Regions from separate parts of the Astyanax mexicanus genome. Here region 2 is linked to region 1. A link is a contact called in public Hi-C data. All regions are on one chromosome and are shown on one strand. Each heading gives the region's core, a stretch centred on a gene start, on an enhancer-like site or on the middle of the called end of the contact. The rest is flanking DNA. Distances are from core to core; before and after follow the strand shown. Region 1 overlaps ctdspla (CTD (carboxy-terminal domain, RNA polymerase II, polypeptide A) small phosphatase-like a). Region 2 holds the start of ctdspla (CTD (carboxy-terminal domain, RNA polymerase II, polypeptide A) small phosphatase-like a).

The links. Hi-C and Micro-C count contacts between places; a contact is called where the count stands out from the background.
Region 2: a contact with region 1 is called in a Hi-C map of muscle, with 13 times the contacts expected there. The contact joins the promoter of ctdspla here to the enhancer-like site in region 1. A contact is called at or near these places in 2 of 3 Hi-C or Micro-C datasets (both in muscle).

What each region holds. Positions count from the first base shown.
Region 1 is chr1:95,306,622-95,311,116 of AstMex3_surface, reverse strand. It overlaps ctdspla (CTD (carboxy-terminal domain, RNA polymerase II, polypeptide A) small phosphatase-like a), which reads left to right. Exons shown (of 8, transcript XM_007249060.4): 4 at 17-118. Among protein-coding and RNA genes, the nearest start is that of vill, 13 kb to the right of the region's middle. Within about 2 kb of position 1,881, the one cell type or tissue checked has an H3K27ac peak away from gene starts, as active enhancers do.
Region 2 is chr1:95,352,021-95,356,354 of AstMex3_surface, reverse strand. It overlaps ctdspla (CTD (carboxy-terminal domain, RNA polymerase II, polypeptide A) small phosphatase-like a), which reads left to right and starts at 1,991. Exons shown (of 8, transcript XM_007249060.4): 1 at 1,991-2,442. The coding sequence starts at 2,364.

The DNA of each region.
Region 1 (4,495 bases), core at 632-3,131:
TGTTTACTCTCTTCAGTCTCCAGCCAAATACCTCCTGCCTGAGGTCAGCATCAACGACTACGGCAAGAACTGTGTGGTGATCGACCTTGATGAGACGTTGGTACACAGTTCCTTTAAGGTATAAATACACACACACACACACACACACACACACACACAGAGCCTCTGAACTCTTAATCATGTGTCTTATGTACCTACAATTAAGCTTGGTTCTGCTGCTTATCAAGTATTTAGAATGAGATTTATATGTTCAGTGTTCACCAGTCATGAACTTCAGGGTATGAACAGCCCATCAGTGATTATATCTAAAGAGGAATGCGATGTTTACGACAAAGCTAAGAGTTCTTCGCTGAGCTGGAGTAAAGCGTGTTTTACAATCCGCTCATAATCCATTGAGTACTCCAAGGCTCAATAGCACAAGACAATGGTGGTGTTTAGAGCCCGCCATGGGATTAAAACTCCCGGCTGAATGAAATCCTCTGCTGAGATTAAACGGCCAATGTGGTGCCTAGAAAGACTCCTCTGGGGAGCCACCTGCTCACCCCAATGACCCACTTCTCTAAAGACCTGCATCTTCGTCTGCTCCATTTTTGGATGGATTGTAGTTTCTGCTCATTTGTTCAGATCTGCGAGGTGTTTAGGCCAAATGAATAGACCAATAGACATGCTGTAAAATGACTTGGAATAAAATCTTTTTCCATTGACTTATACTACTGATATTATTTATATCAATAATTGTGTTTTTAAGTTTTTAATTTTTACTGTTTTGTTGCCATTTTTAGAGTTCATGCAAGACATACATGATACACCCCAAATGATCTGAATGTTTAAATAGTTCTGCTATGATTGTCTATTTTTTCCTATATAGTACTAATAAGGGATACTATGTGTCTAAACTGCTGTGGGCACACCTTGTAATGAATGCATTTATCTACTTTAATTTAGTTACTCATTGCTGGCACAGATGTGCAAATGCACACACAGCTACACAGGTCCCTATTCAAAAATACTGTTAAAATACTACCAATAGAATAGGTCTCTCTGAAGCAGACAAACATAAACATACCAACACCATGCCTAATGCCAGACGTGGGGTAAAGTGGTATAAGGCCTCCAGCATTAAGCTATGGTGAGCAGTGAAACTATGATTTGTGGAATTATATTCATCCATCTAATACATGTCTAATATAGAACTATTTTTAATACAGCAACATTTTACAGCTCTGGACAAAATTAAGAGGCCACTTCAGTTTCCGAATCAGTTTCTCTGATTTTGCTATATATGGGTATATGTTTGAGTAAAATGAACTGAAACTACGGACAACATTTCTCTCAATTGGCAAATAAAAAAATTGTCATTTAGAGCATTTATTTGCAGACAATAAGACATGGCTGAAAAAACAAAAAAGACACATAACTTTATGCCACTTCTGATGCAAATATTTAAGCAGTTCAGCTTGGTTTGATGGCTTGTGATCATCCATCTTCCTCTTGATTAAATTCCAGAGGTATTCAATTTGGTAAAATCAAAGAAACTCATCATTTTTAAGTGGTCTCTTATTTTTTTTCCAGAGCTGTAATAGTAATGAACTGGGGAATAAAAAATAAAATACTATTACAATACATAAGTTACAATTACAAATACATTTTGAAGGCAACTTTACTAAGAGAGAGCTGGGAGACTGGAAGAACATGAAAGAATGTAAAGTGTTTTTTCTCGAACAGCAGAGATTTCTTTAAAATGTCTGTCTGGCAGCTCTTCTTGTTGCTCGGAAAAGAGAAGGGAGGCGGTGGCTGAAAGAAAGAGGCCCAGAGAAAGGGAAGGAGCAAGGGATGCATGCCTTTGTGCGCACGCACATACTCTTTTTCTCTTTCCCTCATTCCCCCTGCGCACACACACGCACACACACCACATGCACAAATACACCCATTCTGCCACCCACACACACACACAGACTCTACATAAAAAGGCTGCCGAAGATTGTACACAAGGGTGTGTCCATAAAAAGTACTGTACTGGAAACTGTCTGTGCGTCGTAAGGGCAAAGTTCTGGAGAGAGAGCAGTTTTTCCCTCATTTACTGAAGTATGGAAAACATATCCTTTTTTTACTAATTAATTGGCTGCTGAGTGCCACATATTATAATGATTTTGTGTCCGTTCAATTAAAGGTCAGTTTGAACTTCAGAGAGTGAGAAGAGAGTGAAATCAATCCAGAGAAGAGGAGAAAACAGCGATTAAATGAACTAGGCTTATTAATGCATTCAAAGAAATGCCACTGTCATTTCTGCTCAGATCTAATCCAGATAAACTGAACTTCTCTAATCTGTTTGTCTCAGTTTCTGCCTGAAGAGTTAGACACTCAGTCACCTCTTACGGTTAGTTATTGCTCCTCTGTTTGGCCTCGTGATGGAACCTTTTCTAGTGATGAATAAGGACATTTAAAGGGGCCTTATCTTGGCTAACTAAAGGCTGAAATCTCTCTTTTGAAGTGTTTGACATAGTATGTAAACATTGTTAAAGTTTCCATATGCACCCGTCACTCCCTATTCCTTACAAATCTATATGTGGACTGCAAAACCAATCCAAACAATTGTAAAACCATTTGCTTATTCATGTGCCCATCTTTTTAAACCACAGCAGTTCAGCCCTGCCCATGTGTGCCATGGTGAAATGATGAATAGGTGTTTTTCAGCCCGGAGTGCTGTTTCAATATGTTGCAATAGACTTCTGAACTCATTTTAGAGCGCTTGGTCAACAAATTTGTAATAGAAGAAGTTTACACAAAATAGACAAAAGTCTTGGGATACCTGATCATTTAGGTTTGTTGTGAAATCAAGGCCATGAAATTTAAAACAGGCCTAAGGTCATTTGATTGTGCACAGACTATTAACAAAGTCTATAATGCTGAGGGCATATTTTTGAAAGATGACCAAATCTGCAGACTTTATAGACGACTTCTTTTGTGAATTGGTTACATATCATCACTTTAAATTTGGACTGTTTTAATTTAGGTAATTAGTTTTTAAAATGGGATAATAGAGATTCCACAGTTTTACATATAAAAGCTAACTCTTAATAAATAGACATTTGATTTAATATATAAGCTGTAAGGTTATGTAAGGTTAAAGGAGAGTGCTTACTATTCATAAAAAATATAAAAGGAAACAGTAGCTTGGGCATCTCTTTAAGTGGTGCCGTCTGTTTACAAGTAAAACATCTGAACTTGTTATGTAAGAACTAAAAAATTCTAGATCGTAATCAAGAATAGCTCATATTCTTTGAAAAATATTGAGATAAATAATTTACCTGCTTTTGTTGAAGTAATTGCCACTACTGTTCATTGTGGAGCAATGATGTGAGAATTGAATTGCATTCAGCAACAAGAACATTTATGAGGTCTGGATGTTGGATGATTACCACCCAACCTGATCATCCCCAACACGTGCAACGGCAAAATGCTAAATGTACTGGATGGAGCACCATCATTCTAGAAAACACAGCTCCACTGCTCCACAGCTCAATGCTGTGAGGGGCTTTATACCCCTTAATGCATGGGGCATGATGCCGATAGGTCCATGTTTATTTATCTGCTTAAGAGAGTCATATTCTATTCTACTCTGTAGGGACTAAATTATCTGTGTGTGTGTGCGTGTGTGTGTGTGGATGAAAATGATTCTTCTTAAAAAAAAAAAAAAACTCATCAGACTTAGTTCAGTGTGTTGAGGTAATCCTCCTCCCTTTAAAAGTGACCACCTCTCTCCACTTTGCTGAAAAATGACAAATTATTGGAACAGTAAAATAGAATTTCCCATGTTAGCAGGAGCTTTGAAGTCCTGCAAGGCAAAACATCACACTGGCTTTGGCTTCATGTAGTCATTGCACAGATCTCATGCTCCCCCTGCTGGACGTCCTTCTGACTTTTGTCTGGGGTTATTCGATCATATTTACTGGTGACTTAGTTCTGATATATTGCAGCTTCAGAACGGACCTTACAAACCTACCTTTTAGGCTATTCACAATTTTCAAATATCATAAACAAAGTATTTGGACACATTCTAAACGCAAATAAGGGTTTTAAAAAAAGATACTTTATACTGTTTTGTTATCATACCTCTACGGTATCTCTACAGTCCAGGGAAGGTTTTCTACTAGACTTAAGAGCATTTGTGTGAGGATTTATTTACACTGAGCTACAAGATCCTTAATGAGGTCAGGATGTTGGATGATCACCACCCCACTACCAAATTTCCGACGCACAAACTCACCCCAGAAGTATTTGATGGAGCTCCATCATTCCAGAGAATGCAGTTCCTTCTCCCATGCCTGGCATTAGGAATAGTTCCATTAGATTAGATTCATGTTTATTTCCAGAGAGTGCTATTCTATTGCTATTGCTAATACTTCTCTATGGAGACTAGCTGTGTCAGCAATGAGTGCAATTTAAAGTAGATGAAATCATTAATTATAAGGGGTGTCCATTAGGGGTGTGCCAT
Region 2 (4,334 bases), core at 742-3,241, 45 kb before region 1:
CAAATCCATGCACTGATGCTGAATGATCAGTTCTGGATCATGAACACGACTCCATCTGACTTCAAAAGTAATGGATGGAGGTCCATTACTTCAGAGATCACAGTTCTACTGTTCCACAGTCCAATGTTGGAGGTATTTATACCTCTCTATAGCTGCCACTTGGCAATATATGGTGACCTTGGGCTCTTGTGTGGCTGGTCCAGAGCATCCTGTTATATTGGCAGTGCTTTTCTAAGGAGATTATACAAGCTGCATGCATGCAGTTGAACAACCGCATCAACAACAGGAGCACTTTAATCTAATTGAAAGGAGTGTTATATTTGGAACAAGCTGTAATTTGGTTGTACTCAGAAGGGTGTAAATGAATTAAAATTGCAGAAAAGTATGTGAGAACTAAGTAAATGGACCTAGGCTCTGAAGTGACCATAACTTAGTCCCATCAGTTTTGATGTGAACAACATTTAAAAATTTGTCTGACAAAAGAATTGTGTAGAATTTAGTTTGAGTTATTTAGTTCCAATAAAAGTAATGCGATTTTAAAGGATTTGTAAATTTCCAATTCTGTTCAGAAAAAAATGTTTTAGACTACATATCTGAAAACATCAACACAGCACTGTAAAGAAAAGGTTTTCTATCGGTCAATTAATCTCCCTGTCTTCACAAATTCACACTTCACAAGTTCAATTTAACACTTTCAAAGCATTTATATGGAAACCCTTTACAAAATGTTGACATGACTAACACCAACAAAGTGTTATTTGGTATTTTACAGCATTTACCAGTCGTTAAACTGGTAAAGACTCCATCCACACAAATTATAAATTTATCCTTAACAAATTTTATTTATATATTTAGAACAGAGGAGAACATGAAAGACTACCAAACGAGCATTGATTTTCTCATAACGTGCAGCTCTCCAGTGAAAACTTATCCTTATCCACCTTCTAACACAATACCAATGGAACTGCCACAACTATTTCCAATTTATCTTAACAACTATAAAAACACATGAACAAACACATATAACCACCACAAACACATACTTTACTCAAACAATCCCAAACAAAACAGAAGGATGGCTGCAGAGCATACTGGGTATGAAACAAATCAAGAGGCGGGGCCTTTTAGACAGAATAGGCTACACTGTGGGGTGTTGAATTATAGCACCAACTATGTGGACTTTTTAACAGTGTTGTTAGGAAAACTCCCAGAGAGTCAAAATAAATAAATACATAAAACTTTGATGTTAACATCATGGTACAACACATATCACCATGTCTGTGTCACTGCAGTGCTGAGGATGACTGACCCACCACACCAAATAATAGCTGCTCTATCATGGTCCTGTGGGGTCCTAAACTTTAAAGAACAGGGCGAAAGGAGAATAAAAAATATGCAGAAAATAAGTATATAGATAGAATATAGAAACAAGCGATTAATGGGAGGAAACCCACAAACATTACAGAGTTTGTAAATAGCAATAAAATTCCTTAACACCGAAAGGTTCACATACATTTACCAATCAAAAATCACAAAAATATATAAATATAAAATAAATTAAATTTTGTTCCATTTGTGATTGTGATTTTGTGTGATTTCAAATGTATCCAAAGATATAGAATCTAAAATGTATTTAATTTTATTTATTTGTTTATTTGATCTTTTTGATAAACATTTACAATGTGAAAAAGGGTGTGGGGGAACCTTCTGTGCTTGTTTACATGACCCCCCACCCCCATCCCGCCGCATACACACACACGCACACACACTTTCTCTCTCAAAACAATCTCATTAATAAAGCAACAATGAAGTGTGTGTGCCTTTCTGCTTTATGATTTTGTTTTCCACTCCTTTTCCGAATCGTCCCACCTTCCTACGCTACAATTGGCTAGCAGCTTTTCTCTACTGTACTGTGATTGGTTACCACGGTGTATTCACGAGCCAATTACAACACAGGAAGGCGGGACTTTCCCGAATACGGGTGGGAAAGTAAAGATCGCGGCTGCTGCTGTGGCTCTCATCTTCTTCAGGGAGGTGCTGCTGCTACTGCTGCTGCTGCTGGTGGTTTTACGAGAGCGTGTGTGTATAGAGAGAGACTGGAGACCCAAATGCAGCAGCAGGATTGAATGAGCCGCCTGTACACATTTCGCCAGAGCCGAGATGTTGACCGTCCCGGCAGTTTGACGACGAAAAATCACGTTGGTATCGGGATCTGGCGTTAACGAAGACCGGGATTTTAATGCGGAGAGAAAACCGTTACCGTTACCGTGCGCGAGACGGTCTGGGCTAGCTCGCTAGCAAAGCAACGGCAGAAATAACGAGTGACTTTAAACAAAAAATAATAATAAAAACCCAGTTTTTCCATGGACAACACGTCCATAATCACCCAGGTAGCGAATCCAAAGGAGGAGGAAATCATTTCTTCGAGTCGACAAGAAAAAGGTGATCCGTTTTTACCGGTTTGTTCTGGATAAAATGATGATTTTGTTGTACTGTGTTGACAGCTAGGCTAGCTGTGTTTAACCTGTGAGGGAAAGGCGGGGAGGCGGGGCGCGTTTAAAAGCCTGTGATTAACGTTAGATAGATATCTGACATATTTTTATATAACCTAACTATCTACAACAATAACTGAGCTAGTTACCAACACGAAACTGTGAGAATTTTACATAGATTTATTCAGTAACTGGTGAATATAAGACCAATATTTCTCCAAACTTCAACACAGCGTCGTTATTCCTAGCGAAAGCACTTTATCTCGCTACAAAACATAACTTACATGATGATTGCTAACCTAGAATAGCTTAGTTAGATTTGACTAAGCTAGCTAGGGTTAGCTAACCGAGTTAGGTTAACTAACTAGGCTACAGTTTTGTCCAGCTAAAAGCGAAGAATAAATAAACATTGCACAGACGGTCAGTGTAACGTTTAGCAGTCTAATTTCCGACTGTATCAAGCTACATTTTTAATTAAGAAGAAACGGGTTTTCATCCATTTGTTTTATTTTCAAGTTTTTCATTTCAGCCTTTCGCAAATAGAATTTTTTCATCTCTGCTTCTCTAAAAATCTTCTTTATTTTCTGATTTTCAAGAAAATTAAGAGAAGATTCACTTTTTCAATTTTCTTGAAAATCAGAAAATAAAGAAGATTTTTAGAGAAGCAGAGATGAAAAAACTGGAAGGTCAGTGTAATGTTTAGCAGTTTAATTTTCTGACTGTATCAAGCTAAATTCGAAAATAGAGAATTGTGTATAAAACGTAATTATTTATTTTCCTGTCAGTAGAGTGAAGAAGAAATGTTTTTTTTTAATACAATTTGTTTATTATCTAATTTTTCATTTTAAACCTGATGGTATAACTTGTAATATGCAAAAACGGAAAAATCTCAAAATAAAGAACATTTTTTTCTGAAATTCTGATTGTGAGGGGCAGAGATGAAAAAACTAAAATTGGAAAAATCAATGAAAACTATGTTTTTACATTCACTTTTTTATTTTTGCATTTAGCCTCAAACACTGACCACAGACCTGCAGCTAGCTAAACCTAACCTAGCTGAATGACCTCCTGTTATCAGCTGTTGTGTTTGTTTATTATTCTGGCTGTGCAGAGCAGGGAATTTAAGTGTTTGAGTGAGATTACTGAAATGAAATTTTTTAATGAGTTTTTAACTAGGTTAGTGAGCTGTGGATTAAAGACGCTGGGACGTGTGGCACTGATTTGGAAATCACAGCAGTCCCTTCCTTATGGTGCAGAAAATGGCTGAAATAACAAAAATAGTTTTAAGAGTTCAGAAATCAATATTTGTTGGAATCAATATCAATATTTGCCACTCCTGGTTCACAAATTCAAGCTTGGTTTGATGGCTTGTTATGATCTGTCTTCCTTTTGATTATATTCCAGAGGTTTTCAATTTGGTAAATTCAAATTTTTAAGTGGTCTCTTATTTTTTTCGAGAGCTGTATAGCTGCTGTAGCTAATCACGATTTCACCCTCCCTGTAAAAATCTATTAAGAAGTCAGGTGTTGTCTGTGTTGTCGCAAAGCACTTGAATAGTAGCAGTTAACTAACGCTAGATATGATGGGGTTTCTTCAGTGTACAGACTCGTGTAAGCATGGTGAGACAGCGTGGGACTGACTGAATAGGAAGTGTTTTGCCCTGAGGTTGTTTTTTTGCATTTCTCCCAAATGAGGACAAACTTGACTTTATTTGGCTTATTGAGTTTGGCAGTAGAAAGGATGTCTCCGGTAGCTAACAGCTCATGACCTCTGTTTTGAGAGTACTTATAATTTGATCTGTGTCTGTTTTTTTCCATTTCTATTTCTGATATTGTATCAGAA